2 separate regions of the Mus musculus genome follow, and region 1 is linked to region 2. A link is a contact called in public Micro-C data. All regions are on one chromosome and are shown on one strand. The core of a region is the stretch at or near the end of the contact, and the rest is flanking DNA. Distances in the headings are between cores, read along the strand shown. Region 1 holds the start of Cert1 (ceramide transporter 1). Region 2 holds the start of Sv2c (synaptic vesicle glycoprotein 2c).

Region 1 (6,940 bases), core at 1,672-4,171, 410 kb after region 2:
ACCACCCTGCCTGGCATGTCCATGGGGATTAGGGATGGGAACTCAGGTCCTTGTGTTTGAGCAACATCTTTCCAGCACCAAATCTTCCCACAATTTCTCAACTAATTCAATTAGCTACTTTCATATCCTTTTGGAAAATCTAAAACATTTTTAGAAAAATAAAAAAGACCAGGACAATTTCTTCATTGAATATATAAAAGCAAACAGCAATTAAATCAATACAGTATTGGTATAGCTATAAATATATCAAAGGAAAAGAATGAAGCCCAGTAGCAGGGCTATACATCGGGGTTTGTATATGTCATAAAGGTGGCATATCTGTGTAAGAGTAAGAATAGACTGTTCAGGATGGTTGCTGATGATACACACCTTTAATTGCACAGCACTTGAGAGGCACAGACAGGTGGATCTCTGAGTTCAAGGCCAGCCTGGTCCACAAAGCAAGTTCCAGGACAGCCAGGGCTACACGAAGAAATCCTGTCTCTAAAAACCAAACCAAACCAAACCAAACCAAACCAAACCAAACCAAACCGAAAAAAAAAAGTGTATTTTTGCCGGGCATGGTGGCACACTCCTTAAATCCCAGCACTCGGGAGGCAGAGGCAGACGGATTTCTGAGTTCGAGGACAGCCTGGTCTACAAAGTGAGTTCCAGGACAGCCAGGGCTACACAGAGAAACCCTGTCTCAAACCCCCCCCCCAACCCCACACACACCCAAAAACCCCCAAATCACTGAACAACCAACCAACTAAAACAATAATAGCAACCCCCCAAAACAAACAAACAAACAAACAAACAAACAAAGAATAGTCTTTAATAAAATGCCAGGTCCAAATGCCCAGTTGCAAAAAACCAAAAACCAACAATTAATTTCTTACTTCATTCTACACACTAAAGTAAACCCCATATTTTACAAGATCTAAAAATTAAGCTAATGAAAATGAGGAGCACTGCACAAGGATTAGAAAAGGCCCTATGTAAGACAGACAGCTGGACAGCGGCCATTTTTATTATGAAATAAAGAAAGCTTGTACCCTTCATTCCGGCATGGCTACTGCAGGGCACTGCTTTCTGCTAACAGTAATAATGCAAACCATAATTTCTAATGTGGTAATCTAATCACTAGACAAAAATCTTCCTGTACTTAAAATATCTTAGCCTCTAGTACAAAGGACCCATGCAACGGAGGCAATTTCTCAAACATTAACACTAAATACAAGGAAGCAATTTTCAACTGAGCAAGCAGGAGCTGGGTGTTGGTGGTCACAATTACTCAAAACCTAAATGAGTCACCAAATAAATTGAAGGTTCTTTTTAGAAATTAAACATAACACTGTTTCTGTGATTCTAAATTGCATTGTGAGGTGAGTTCCTCAATATTTACAACCACTTTCTTTAAGAGCAGTGATTCTAAAACCTAGCACAAGAATCAGAAATTCTATTCATATCTGACTTAGTAAGCAAAGCAAACTATCTAAATGCATACTCTTGTAATTTACAAAGTGGTTTGCCCTCTTCTCTCTCTCTCTCTCTCTCTCTCTCTGTGTGTGTGTGTGTGTGTGTGTACATATATCTCCTTGGGCTATGTTTTAACACCCTGATAAGGTATTCTTAAAATCTTTATCTCTTAAGGTTTTATTCATTTGAATATCTTTCAGTTATGTTTGTCATGATTTTACGATGGAAAATCATTTGTATCTGACATACAGTAGACTTAGATTCTACTGCATTTAGTCTCCAGGAATGCTTCTACACAAGAACTTCTCAGGGCTACTTCCTGTCATGTGGAGTGTAGGACTCTTCGATTGCTCCCAGAGTTTTTGTTTGTTTTGTTTGTTTGTTTTTTCTTAGTCATTGTGCCTTAACACCCCACCCTACCCCCAAACACTCAAAATTTCTTACTTTTCCATCTGGGTAGCAGGTAGAAATTCTTTCTGCAGTTAAATAAGGAATTTCAAAGTTGGAAATGATCAGGAATTTGATAGCTACCTATTGCCTAATTCCTTATTATTTAGTAAAACTCGCATTTTGATCTTAATGATAGAAAGTTTCTATCCAAGTTATCCTGTCTTCCGGGGAGGAAAAAGATGGTTAACATGGGTCTCCGGGGAGATACTTGTTCACAACTAAGAGAAAACTTCAGGATATAATATGACCCTAATTTCCTTTTTAAGAAGTTCTTTAAACGTTATTTGTTCTCTGACAACCTCAACATTAATTGCACGAGATAAAAATTCTATAAATTAACAGTGAGAAAATAGTCTGAAGGAATTCTTCCTCCAACAGCAGTAAACGTCAAATATTAAGTCTACTTCCGAAGACATAGACAGTAGTCCTTCGGAATTAACAGTGACGGTTTTAGAGAGGAAGCAAATCTTCAGTTTGCGACTGGAGAGATCATAAACTCCTAACCTGAGTGAAGCGACGGAGTCCCTATCATTTTTGCCCAGGCAAGTTGCAAAGATGTTCCCGGGCTTTCCGGAAAGCAGCGTCGCACAGCCCACCATCCTCACCTGAGGGTTCTCACGTCCCGGCTCGCTGGCTCGTCACAAACACGCAAGGCAGAATCGGAAGCCAGGCTGGACGGAAAGGGGCACGCAACTCTCAAAAGAAGCCCACTTGCCTTCAGAAGGTTCCCCTAGGCAACCAGCCTTTAGGCGCGCCCAGGACACACACCAGTTGCCTAGGATTGCGACTACAACTCCCAGGAGGCTGCGCGGCGGACGGAGCGCCAGCCTTCCCAGAATGCAGCGCAGCGGCTTCCCTGTTCAGCTTTCTCCTCTCCCGGCTCCGCCTCCTTCCCTACCCGTCGTCACCCGGGAGGGCCGGAGGTAGGGAGCGTCGCGAGCCGCCGGGAGGGGCCCGGGGCGGGGTGGAGGGAGGATGGGAGGACGGAGGGGAGGGAGCTGAGAGAGGAGGGAGGGTAAATAGTGGACCCGGCAGGAAGATGGCGGCTGTAGCGGAGGTGTGAGTGAGTGGATCTGGGTCTCTGCCGTTGGCTTGGCTCTTCCCGTCTTCCTCCCCTCCTCCCTCCCTGACTGAGGTTGGCATCTAGGGGGCCGAGTTCAGGTGGCGGCGCCGGGCGCAGCGCAGGGGTCACGGCCACGGCGGCTGACGGCTGGAAGGGCAGGCTTTCTTCGCCGCTCGTCCTCCTTCCCCGGTCCGCTCGGTGTCAGGCGCGGCGGCGGCGGCGCGGCGGGCGCGCTTCGTCCCTCTTCCTGTTCCCTCACTCCCCGGAGCGGGCTCTCTTGGCGGTGCCATCCCCCGACCCTTCACCCCAGGGACTAGGCGCCTGCACTGGCGCAGCTCGCGGAGCGGGGGCCGGTCTCCTGCTCGGCTGTCGCGTCTCCATGTCGGATAACCAGAGCTGGAACTCGTCGGGCTCGGAGGAGGATCCGGAGACGGAGTCCGGGCCGCCTGTGGAGCGCTGCGGGGTCCTCAGCAAGGTGAGCTGCCCCGCGGGGACCGTGGATCCGCTGCCGGGACTCACCTGCCGCGAGGCGAGGGGGAGCCGCTCGGGACCTGGGGTGGGGCTGGACTGGAGGCACCGACTGTCCCGGGGCGGGGGCTGCGGAATGTGCTGGGGTGCGGGGCCGAAAGGTCGTCTTGGAATGAGTGCCTGGCCAGGGATGGGATAGGAGGTGCTTGGGACTGTCCTTACCGCTAGCCCCCCAATTCCTGGATCCTGTCAGCTTTGGCGGAGGACCTTGGAAAGCTTGTATTAAATCCGTGATCTAGTTCGGGAGGCAAGGTGCATCTGGTAACTTGGAACCCAAGGCCGCAGCTGTCTGGGGTGTAGGAATCTGGGTTGGGCAACCCGTGGTGTCTGAAGAAGTGCTGGGCAGGAGGGCGGTGAAATCGACCTTTCAGACTGTATTTTGGAGGCCCCTACCAGAATGGGGGCAGGTGCTGTTCGGCTCTTAATTGGTGTAACTTAGGCAAACCAGTTGACTGGGTTTGGCCTTGAAATCTGAGATAGTAAACTTTGAGGTGTGAGTGATCTTTGGTGTAGGAAGCGTGTGCGGCACTTTTGTACCTTACCCCCTCCTTGTCCAAGTTCAGAAAAGAGCTATTGAATTGGCAAGCTGTGGATAAGAAATATTAATAGTAAGTTGGAACGTGTCAGAAGGAAGACCGACCTTTAGTTCAGGAAAAGGAGCGTTATTTAGTAATGCAGTATTTGTACAGAAAGGAAAGACATTTTTTGTTTTGTTTTGCCTCTGTACTTTTAAAAGCACCGTTTCAGCTTTCTTTCTTTCTTTCTTTCTTTCTTTCTTTCTTTCTTTCTTTCCTTTAAGCCTAGATAGAATTTATAGGGCTGGAAATAAGTGATCTTGTTAATATTTCACAGTGTGTTGTATTTTACGTTTTTGTTGTGGGAAGACTCAGTCTTTATGACTTCCCAGTCCTTTCCTGTTAAACTTTAAGAAATGCTTAGAGCAAGCAGTTAGTTTCCAGAGGGAGAATCAGGGCTGGTCCCTTAACAAGCTGGTCATAAGATACTAAGTCATGTGCTAATGCCCATTAAGAAATCATTCTGCTTCTAGTGTTCTTGAACATCATTTCTGGAATTGTCTGAAATTTAGGCTATTAAAGTATCTACAGTGTCCTAGATTGAAAAGGCCTGGGATAGACTTAAGAATGCCAGATGCAAGGCTTCCAAGTGTTAACTTTTATTTACATAGTAGAAAATTATGTTGTATTTAATTCTGTGATTATTTTTGAAATTTTATTGTGATGGTTTCAGTATTGCATCTTTATAATTTAAGAATCTACTAAACACATTGTGTAATACATTTGCATTTTCTCTTTTTAAGATTTGTTTATTTATTAAAGATTTATTTATTATTACACATAAGAACACTGTAGCTGTCTTCAAACATACCAGAAGAGGGCGCCAGATCTCATTACGGGTGGTTATGAGCCACCATGTGGTTGCTGGGATTTGAACTCAGGACCTTCAGAAGAGCAGTCAGTACTCTTAACCACTGAGCCTTCTCTCCAGCCCCACATTTGCATTTTCAAATGGTTATAAAATGGGTTCTTTGTCTCTCCTGATTTTGATAGTCTCAATTCATTGTCATTAGATGAGAACCAGACTGCCGTATTAGTTTTTTGTTCAAGTATTTTATGAAGCAAGTTACACTTTTGACTTGTTTGTTTGAGACAGGGTTTCCGCTGTCTAGCAATAGCTGTCCTAGAACTCACTTTGTAGACCAGGCCGGCCTTAAACTCACAGAGATCCACCTGCCTCTGCTTCCCTAATGCTGGGATTAAAGGTGTGGACCTCTGATGCCCGGCTTATTTTTGACTTGTTGATCATCACTTTTTGGATGTTGAACGATTGTAATGACCAATTAATAAAAAGTCATAAGCTCTGTGACCTACTATTGTACAGAGCAGTGTATGAAGTATAATGTGAATCTGAACCTGGGACATGACAGAGTTGTGTTTACTTAATCCTAGCACCTAGGTTGCTGAAACAGGAGGATTGCAAGTTTCAAGCCAACCAACCTACCTATCTACAAAAGGCTTTGTCTCGCAAAATCATTTTTAAAGTAGGATCCTATTTGGCTATGTCCGTGAAAGGGGAGTTGTTTTAATTTTGACTGTTTGTATATATACAACCAACAGTAGTAAAACTTTATTAACAGCTGTAAAGAAAAATTTCCTAAAATTTAAGAATTTATGGGAGGCAGAGGCAGGTGAATATCTGTGAATTCCAGGCCAGCTGATCTACATAGTGAGTTCCAGGACAGATAGAGCTACATAGTAAGACCCTGTCTTGAAAAAAAAATATGTGTATATACATGCATATATATAGTTCTATATGTGTGTGTGTGTATAATTATACCTAATGTTTTACAGAGATTTTTATTTTATATGTGTACATGTTTATGTATGCATATGTGTACCCCTGCTTGGAGACCAGAGATTTAAACTGAGTGCCTTTCTCAGTCTTCTGCCTTGTTCTTCTAGACAGGGTCTCTCACCAATCCTAAAGCTTGCCATTTAGCTAGACTGGTTTTAGTCAACAAGCTCCAGAGTTCCTCCTGTTCCACCTCCCCATTCCTAAGATGATAAGCATATGCCACTACTGAGCCTGGAGTTCTTCTGTGGATGTTAGGGACCAAACTCAAAGTCTTCATGCTTGCTTAGCAAGTGCTTCACAGTCATATGTCTAGTTTCTATTTTCTAAAAGTTGCTTTGTTTAGTTTTGGACATTGTTAGAGAGCAAACCCAGTGGCATCACGAATGCTAGGCCAGTATTCTGCTGTACTATGTATGGCTGCAGCCCCAGTAAAGGAACCTTATACTGAATAAGTCCATGCACACTGGATGATGCATGCTTTTAAGATTAAAGTCTTTTGAAATTTGAACCCTCTGTTATTTACCTGATAATTTAAGCAAGAGTTAGTTTTCAACATCTGTTCTTTTCCTTTTGATGAATTATGTAGATAAGTTCTAATATTAATCCATTTTCTTTATTGTTTCGTAAACTGGAATGGGTTTGGAATTGACTGGACTGAAATTTGTATCAAAAATAGGCCAATCCAAAACTTTTTTCCTTCCTTTCACATGGTAGTCAAATACCTCTGAGACATAGTTTTGTTTTGTTGTTGGTTTTTTGTTTTGTTTTGTTTTGTTTTTTTTGTTTGTTTTTCAAGACAGGGTTTCTCTGTATGGCCCTGGCTGTCCTAGAACTCACTCTGTATACCAGGCTGTCCTCGAACTCAAAAATCCACCTGCCTCTGCCTCCCGAGTGCTGGGATTAAAGGCGTGCACCATAGTTCTTAATCACGTCAGTTCCAGAAATACTTGATAAGTAGTAATTCCATGTAGTTATGAAATATAAGATAGAAAATGGTTGAGGAAGGTTCATACCTTGCCATGTAAGAGAAACTAAGCCTGGGTAAATGAGACCTTAGCCAGCTCTCCA
Region 2 (6,835 bases), core at 3,495-5,994:
CTGGCACGCACATATTATCCCAGAACTCAGAGGTGGAGACAGCAAGATCCATGGAGCTCTCTGGCCAATCTAGCTGAAAGTGAGCCCTGGGGTTACTGAGAGAACCCAGTCCCCAAAACAGAATGCTGGGAACGTAACTGAAAAGACAAGCAACTGGCCTCCATGTGCACGTGCACACACACACCTATACCACACGCACACACACCTATACCACACACACACACACACACACACACACACAGGTGATGGAAGAAAGAAATTGGTACCCTTGTTCATTGTAGAGTGTAATGTAATGTGTTATAATCATAGTGGAAAATAGTGTCACAGTTCCTCAAAAAAGTACAAATATAATTAACACAGGATACAGCAGTTCTACTTCTGGATATATGGTCCAAAGAATTGAAAGCACGGTCTTAAAAGGACATTTGTATACCAAGTTGGAAGAGAACAATTCATAAAAGTTAAAATATGAAGTATCCCAAGTGTCCATAGCTGAGTAGAGCCATGCACACTGTGGGATATCATTCAGCCTGAGTGATAGAGAAAATTCTAACACCTATTAAAACATGGAGGAAACATCTGGAAATTATGACAAGAGAAATAAGGAGATCATAACAAGTCAAATATTACATGATTCCATTTATATGAAACAGAGTGGTCATTGACATAGAGACAGAAGGTGGCCTGGTAACTGTTAGCAGCTAGGGAAGAAAATGGAGCCACCACTCACTGGATGTGGAAGGCGAGAGAAAATACTTCTCAATGTTGGCAGTGATAGTTGCACAACAGCATTAATATACTTATTGTCACTCTAAAATGGGAACAATAATACATTTATGGTGTATATATATATATATATACACACATACATACATATATATGCATATATATAGTACATATATGCATATATATATATTTCACCACAGCTTTTAAACTGGTATCATGTAAAGTAGCACTTCATAACACATCTGCAAAACTAAAAGCTAAAAAGTAATTATTTACCCTGTCTTAATTGTAGAAAGGACAGAATAAACAAAGAAAATAGAATGCTAAAAAATTCAAGCCTTGAACATTGATTAATTGGAATTAGGCTACACATACCCTAAAAGGCACAATATAGAATTCAATGGAGCACTTTCTCTACAAAAACAGAGCTTCATTTAGTAGCCAACGAGTTAATAAAATATTTCTATAGTCTATTTTTTTAATTCAAATTTAAAATATATGTCACCTATCTTTCTATTTCTTGGCATGGAAGATTTTAGAACCAGGAAAGAGCAAACTACCCAACTCAGCCGATCTGTTTGTTTGCTTTATGTTGGTCAATTTGCCCAACAGTGTAAGCTGCCATGATAGGCAATGATTACAAACTGGCCCTCGATGTGCGGGGACTGTGATAAAGCCAAATGGCAGCTTCACATAGCATGAAGACATTTTCAGCAAGGGTTAAACAGTAATTTCAGCCTCTTGGTGCTCTCAGCTGTCTCAAGGAAGACCCTCCTAATTCAATCTGCTGCAAAATTTTATACTGGATTCTCAAGAAAAAGAAAATTTAAAAAGCAAAGAAAAAAATGTAGCCATGGGTGAAAACTGTATACAATTGAGGAGGGAGAGAGGGAAGAGAGCTGCCCCTTATGCTTGCAATCAAACCTAATCTAAAGGATGAATTTAAACAAGTATGTGCTCTGTGAACCTGTGTCAGATAGAAAGCCCAACAAACAGAACCAGGAAAACACACCGGTGGATTGAAGTTTCTCCCCTAAAGCAACTGAACAGACTCTAGAGAGCCGTTTCAATTTCACCATCCCAAGAAATCTACTGTTAGGTGTCTTAAGATGAACAAGACTGAGCTGCCCACGATGACACACTGACAAATCGGATGCTTTTATTCATAAAATAGTCTTCAACAAACTCATTTCAGAATGAGCGCTCACATTCCTAGTCATAAGACAATGGGTTTTCTGGCGATCATGTGACATGCGGCACAGTATGGCATCTTTTCAGTAATCACCCTGAGGCTGGGAACTGCATCTTGCTCTCTGAAGCATCATTCACATTTAAGAAACATAATAGAACAATCACCATTTTTACCTAAAATTTCTTAGGTTAATCTTTTGGTGAGGCCAGAGAAGTGAATTTCCCTGTCGTAGAGCCGTGAAGACAAATGTATTTCTCCACTACATCACCCAAAAGCAGCCAGATGTCCTCCAGACCCTTCCGACTGAGCCTGCCTTCTCCAGACAGCAGCTAATGACATTTGCGTTTAGAGTATCAGGGAAGGACTGTTGTCGGCGTGTGTCGACACTGAGCACCAAATTGCATTAAAGAAACGATGTAGGAAGTCTCCATACATTTTTTTTTTAAAGAAAACTATTTTCTTTTTCTTTTTCCTGGAAGGTGTTTATTTCATCCTTTCTTGTGCTTCCAAGGCTGTCTGATCACAACGCTGAGGAAATGAAGCCCTCCAAGGGCTGGTTTTCACTGTTCTTTGCTGTGGAGGATGAAAGCCAGCAGCTAAAATTCTAGCGGCCAATGACCATCTTTGGAGAAATAGGGAGCCAGATCTTTGCTTGGGTTTCTTGGTCACTACTACTCTCCCACTCCACTTTCTTCCCTGCTAGTCCATCTCCCTTATTCCTTTTGTCTCACATACTACAAATTTTGGGCTCATTCAGTCAAGGCATTTGCTATAGGCTTCCCAGAATGTATTTTAAATTAAAAAAAAAAAGATGGGATTTTTAATATTCTGTCAGGGAGTCCAAGATCAGCCAACAGTACTTTCAACACGAATTTTTATGGTTTAAAAAACCAAAGCGCCACTTTTTTTTCTAAGCCTTTCTCAAATCCCACTTAGATGCCAGGCCTCTGCCAAAAGCCTTAGGAAAGGATTGGCTTTAGAGAACCTGAGGAACTCAACCAAGAAAGCATTTGCTTGAAAAATTGGCCTGAGCACTAGGAAGCTTGCTAACATAAAATGAATGGACTCTGAAAGAACTGTCTTACTCCTGCTAAGGACAAAAAGTAAACTGAAAAGCGCCCCCCTCCCCGCCCGTTTTCTTAGTCAATCAGCTATGCAGGAAGGAAGGGAGTCTGACGGGAGAAAGGAACATCTGGGCATCCCTCAGAGACTTAAAAGATGTCTGGGCACCCGGGGGAATCCTGGTTGCTGAGACGACGCCTTCCCAGTGCTACCACTGCGGCACACTGCGGAGCTCTTTGCCTGCCTGCAGCCTCTGTATTGCCCGGCATCCCCTGCCACCCCTGCCGCAGTCTATCCTCCCACCCGAGTCCCTCCAGTCGCTGCCGTCTGCACAGGGCGCGCCACAGGGCATCCATCACTCCGGAGCCTTTGACGCACACACGCGCGCGCTCCCAGACAGGCTGGGTCTCCTAGCCCTCCCTCCACCGCGCCCTCCCCTTGCGGGGCTGTATTTGCATCACGCCCACACGTAGAGGGTGACGCGAGCGCCCCCCCCCCCCCGCTCCCATGGTCCAGGCGGTACTTCCAGAGCTGGTGACTCAGCTCCTCCCTCTCCGCCCCCGCGCGTGGCGGACTGAGGTTCCCGCACGCCCACAGAGATGCTCCTTGTATCTGAGGTGGGGTGCTGGCTTCCCCAGCCAAGTTCATCCCGGCATTCTAAAATCTTTCTTTCCTTCCTGGCCAGAGGCGTTCCAGTTCGCGGGAGAAAGTATTCTCGATTCTAGAGCCCAGTTGGAGAGGAAAAGTCCACCAAGAGAAGATGGTGACCTGTCGCCCATTTCCTCTTGTCCTTAAATTAGATACCTCGGTAGTAATTGTTGCTGCCATCATCATCATCATCATCATCATCATCATCATCATCATCATCATCATCATTGGGGACAGTCCCTCTCCTAAGAAATCCTCACTCTTAGATGCGCTTCGCTGCGCCCCTAGGCGCATAGTGGACGCTCGATAGGGTTTTGCTCAATAGAGGTGCAGTGTTGGAGAAGTGTTGATTCTTACAAAGGGCCACAGCAGGCTTTCCTGCTTTCAGCTTGTGTGTGTGTGTGTGTGTGTGTGTGTGTGTGTGTGTGTGTGTGTGTGTAAGAGTTTGAAAATTGACGGGTTTTCTGCTAGCCTCCCGCAGAGCCGACTGCGGCTCCCCGTGCTTTCCAACCACTTCTGCACATCTGCAGAGGGTTCCCCGCAGAAAAAGTTGAGCCAGAGGCTGCGGGGATGGCTCGCTGATAGTGGGCGCTCCCGGCTGCCTGTTTTGAATAGTCTCTCCAGCCCTCCCTGAAACTCCCCCACCCCTGCGCCCCCAAAGAAGTCGGGAGATGCCTGCAGCTGCCCACCCACCTGCCCTTGAATCCCGAACATAGCGCACCTTTAACCTGCCTCTGCCTAGTAAACCCGGGGCCACTCGACTGCCTCAGTGAGATTTCCTGCTTGCCATCCCAACACAGGTACCCAGCGGGCAGCCTGCCTCACCTGCAGCCGCTTTTCCCGGGCCAGAGCTGGCAAAGTTGCGCTAGTTGCGCTTCTGGAAGGCTGCAAAAAGTTCTCTGGTTACAACGCTGGGTCTCCCGGCACAGAAGAAAAACCTAGCACGGAACGAGCCCTTGCCACGGTTGCGGGGGACTCCTTACTCACCGTTTCAGGCGCCGGGGACCCCCTGCCCTGAGCCACCGCTCTGCACTGCAGCCGTCGCCTTGCGAGCACCCCTCCGCTTGCAGCCCGGGGCCGCCTCGGTCTGCCACTCTCTCCTGCAGCGCGCGCAGTGGTGACTCCTTTGAGCTAGTCGGCAGCGAGAGGAGGGGCGGGAAAGTGGCTCCCGGCGGCCACGCTGCGGTCCTCCTCCTTCGCCTCCTCCCTTCGGTGCTGCAGTGGCGGGCGGCGGCGTGGCTAGAGTACAAGCGATGCGCAGGGAGGGGGTTACGGCGCGCGGGGGAGGAGGGCGCTGTGCAAGGCTGGGCGAGCTCCCGGTATGATGCGGAGGTGTTGCTGCGGTTCGGGTCGGGGGTGGGGAGGGGTGCGGTGGGGGTTGGCTCCAAGTGGCAGGTACTTTTGGAGAAGTCAGAGCTCAGTTTGTAGCAGGAGGAGGAGGCGGGGTGGGGGGCGTCGATAAGGCACCCGTGCTGAATTAGTCACCGAGTGTGACTGTGCGCTGCTCGTTTGGCAGCCCCTTGGGTCGGGTCCATCAAAGCACAAGGAAATTGTTGATTGCTGGAGGCCAGTGCCTCGGGAAGGAGGGCTTTTGTTCTGTTTCTGAGCCTGGAACTGGTTAATTTTGACTAGGCTTTCCGTAAGTCAGGAGTAGCTGATCACCCCCGCCTACCCCCCAATCTCCATGCTAGCACACGAGACAAAACTTGGGGTGTAGCGGAAGGAACTCCACGTGCGGGATGTGTGTATGTGTCCCTAAACCAGGGAGGGCCAGGGAGCAGCCGGAACTCCGGGTGGGGGGATTTCTAGCATTTTTAATAGGAGAGAGAGAGAGAGAGAGAGAGAGAGAGAGAGAGAGAGAGAGAGAGAGAGAGGTGAGAATATTGCTCTTGTTCTCAGGAATGCCTTAGAGGGTGAGAAACGGCAACCTTAGCCTCACCTTAGCGCTGGGGCTGGACTATACCAACTGGAACTCATCCTGGAGAGACCACACCCAAGTATCTACTCCGTCTTGGCAGGGCAGAGCGTCATCCTGTTACCCATCCGCTCATCGGAAGGGACAAAGTGGGAAGCCAGACATCCTCATAAAGTAGACCCTACCAGCTCCGAGCTCTCGTGAAACTCGTGTACTTTGGAAGCTCCCCGACCCCCGGCAGGTGCCCGCCGCGCAATCATTACCCTTGTAATGGTAACCCCGAGGAGCGAGACAAAGCGAGGCGCTGGTGGGAGCTGCAGTGGGTAGATCTCTCACACAATCTCTCCCTGGATGAGTTCATGCGAGAGTAAATAGCCTGAAAGATTGAATAGGTGGCTAAATGCTTGGCTGTGCCGATACATAAGTAAACAATGCATGTAAATGTTTGTGTTGCTGGAGAAGAGCAGCCGGGCTCTTCAGAGATCCAGGCGGTCTGGAGGCTCTCGCTAAAGAAGCTGGTGGGGACCACGTGGACCGCCTGGGACAGATAACTCCAGCTTGCTATAATCCGTGTGTGCCACAATTCAAGATGAGATGAAGAGAGGAAAATGGAACCAGCCTCCAACCTCTGGCTGCCCCTCCTTGCTGCTCTGGCATTCCGAGACTCAGGATTCCCAGGCCCTGTTGAGCCTACAGTTTCTGGACCGATCTTTGAAAAATCCATCTGGATTGTGTGTTTTGCTTAAATGCTTTGCGGTTTGTACCACTTACTGTGGTGCTGTGAGATGAATGATTGGAATGGTTAAAAATTAACCCACTCATTTAGACATCCTTCCTGTGCATTCTTACTTAATAAACAATTATTTGGGGTAAAACATCTGTGTTGCTACCAATGTAAGATACCATGTAGGCACAGGTGTGCTCCAGCATCGGTGTGAAATTTTTAAAAACGTAAATCGTATCTGGATCTATGTGGCGTTGCAAAAGGTGCTGGTAATTCATTTACTGCCCTGATGGATACCTCTTTGAGGGCGTGCCAGTAATAGTTGCATAGTAATTTATTATTTCTCCAAATGATGGATGTATAGAGAACAATGAGATGAACCTTAAAAAACAAAACAAAACAAAACAAACAAACAAAAAACAGTTAACACACTTCCTGGTATGGGACTCTTCCTTCAACCAGTTCTTGTGGGGTCCATGGACTCTCACAGGGTGAGTGGACTTTCTAGCTCTGGATTTTCCCTTCTTGCTACATTTGAAGATAACAGCTCCTGTAGTTCCCCTAGACA

The links. Hi-C and Micro-C count contacts between places; a contact is called where the count stands out from the background.
Region 1: a Micro-C map of embryonic stem cells shows a contact between it and region 2, with 6 times the contacts expected there. The contact joins the promoter of Cert1 here to the promoter of Sv2c in region 2. A contact is called at or near these places in 5 of 39 promoter capture datasets (cranial neural crest, embryonic stem cells, hippocampal neurons and 2 more), 4 of 484 Hi-C or Micro-C datasets (cerebral cortex and embryonic stem cells) and 4 of 115 datasets of contacts at active chromatin or transcription factors (embryonic stem cells and neural tube).

Annotation. Positions count from the first base shown.
Region 1 is chr13:96,539,814-96,546,753 of GRCm38.p6, forward strand. Cert1 (ceramide transporter 1) reads left to right here and starts at 2,922. Exons shown (of 18, transcript NM_023420.2): 1 at 2,922-3,446. The coding sequence starts at 3,351. It overlaps Polk (polymerase (DNA directed), kappa), which reads right to left and starts at 2,766. Exons shown (of 15, transcript NM_012048.3): 1 at 2,514-2,766.
Region 2 is chr13:96,127,833-96,134,667 of GRCm38.p6, forward strand. Sv2c (synaptic vesicle glycoprotein 2c) reads right to left here and starts at 4,745. Exons shown (of 13, transcript NM_029210.1): 1 at 4,616-4,745. It overlaps Gm29543 (predicted gene 29543), which reads left to right and starts at 4,893. Exons shown (of 2, transcript NR_167969.1): 1 at 4,893-4,947; 2 at 5,528-6,418.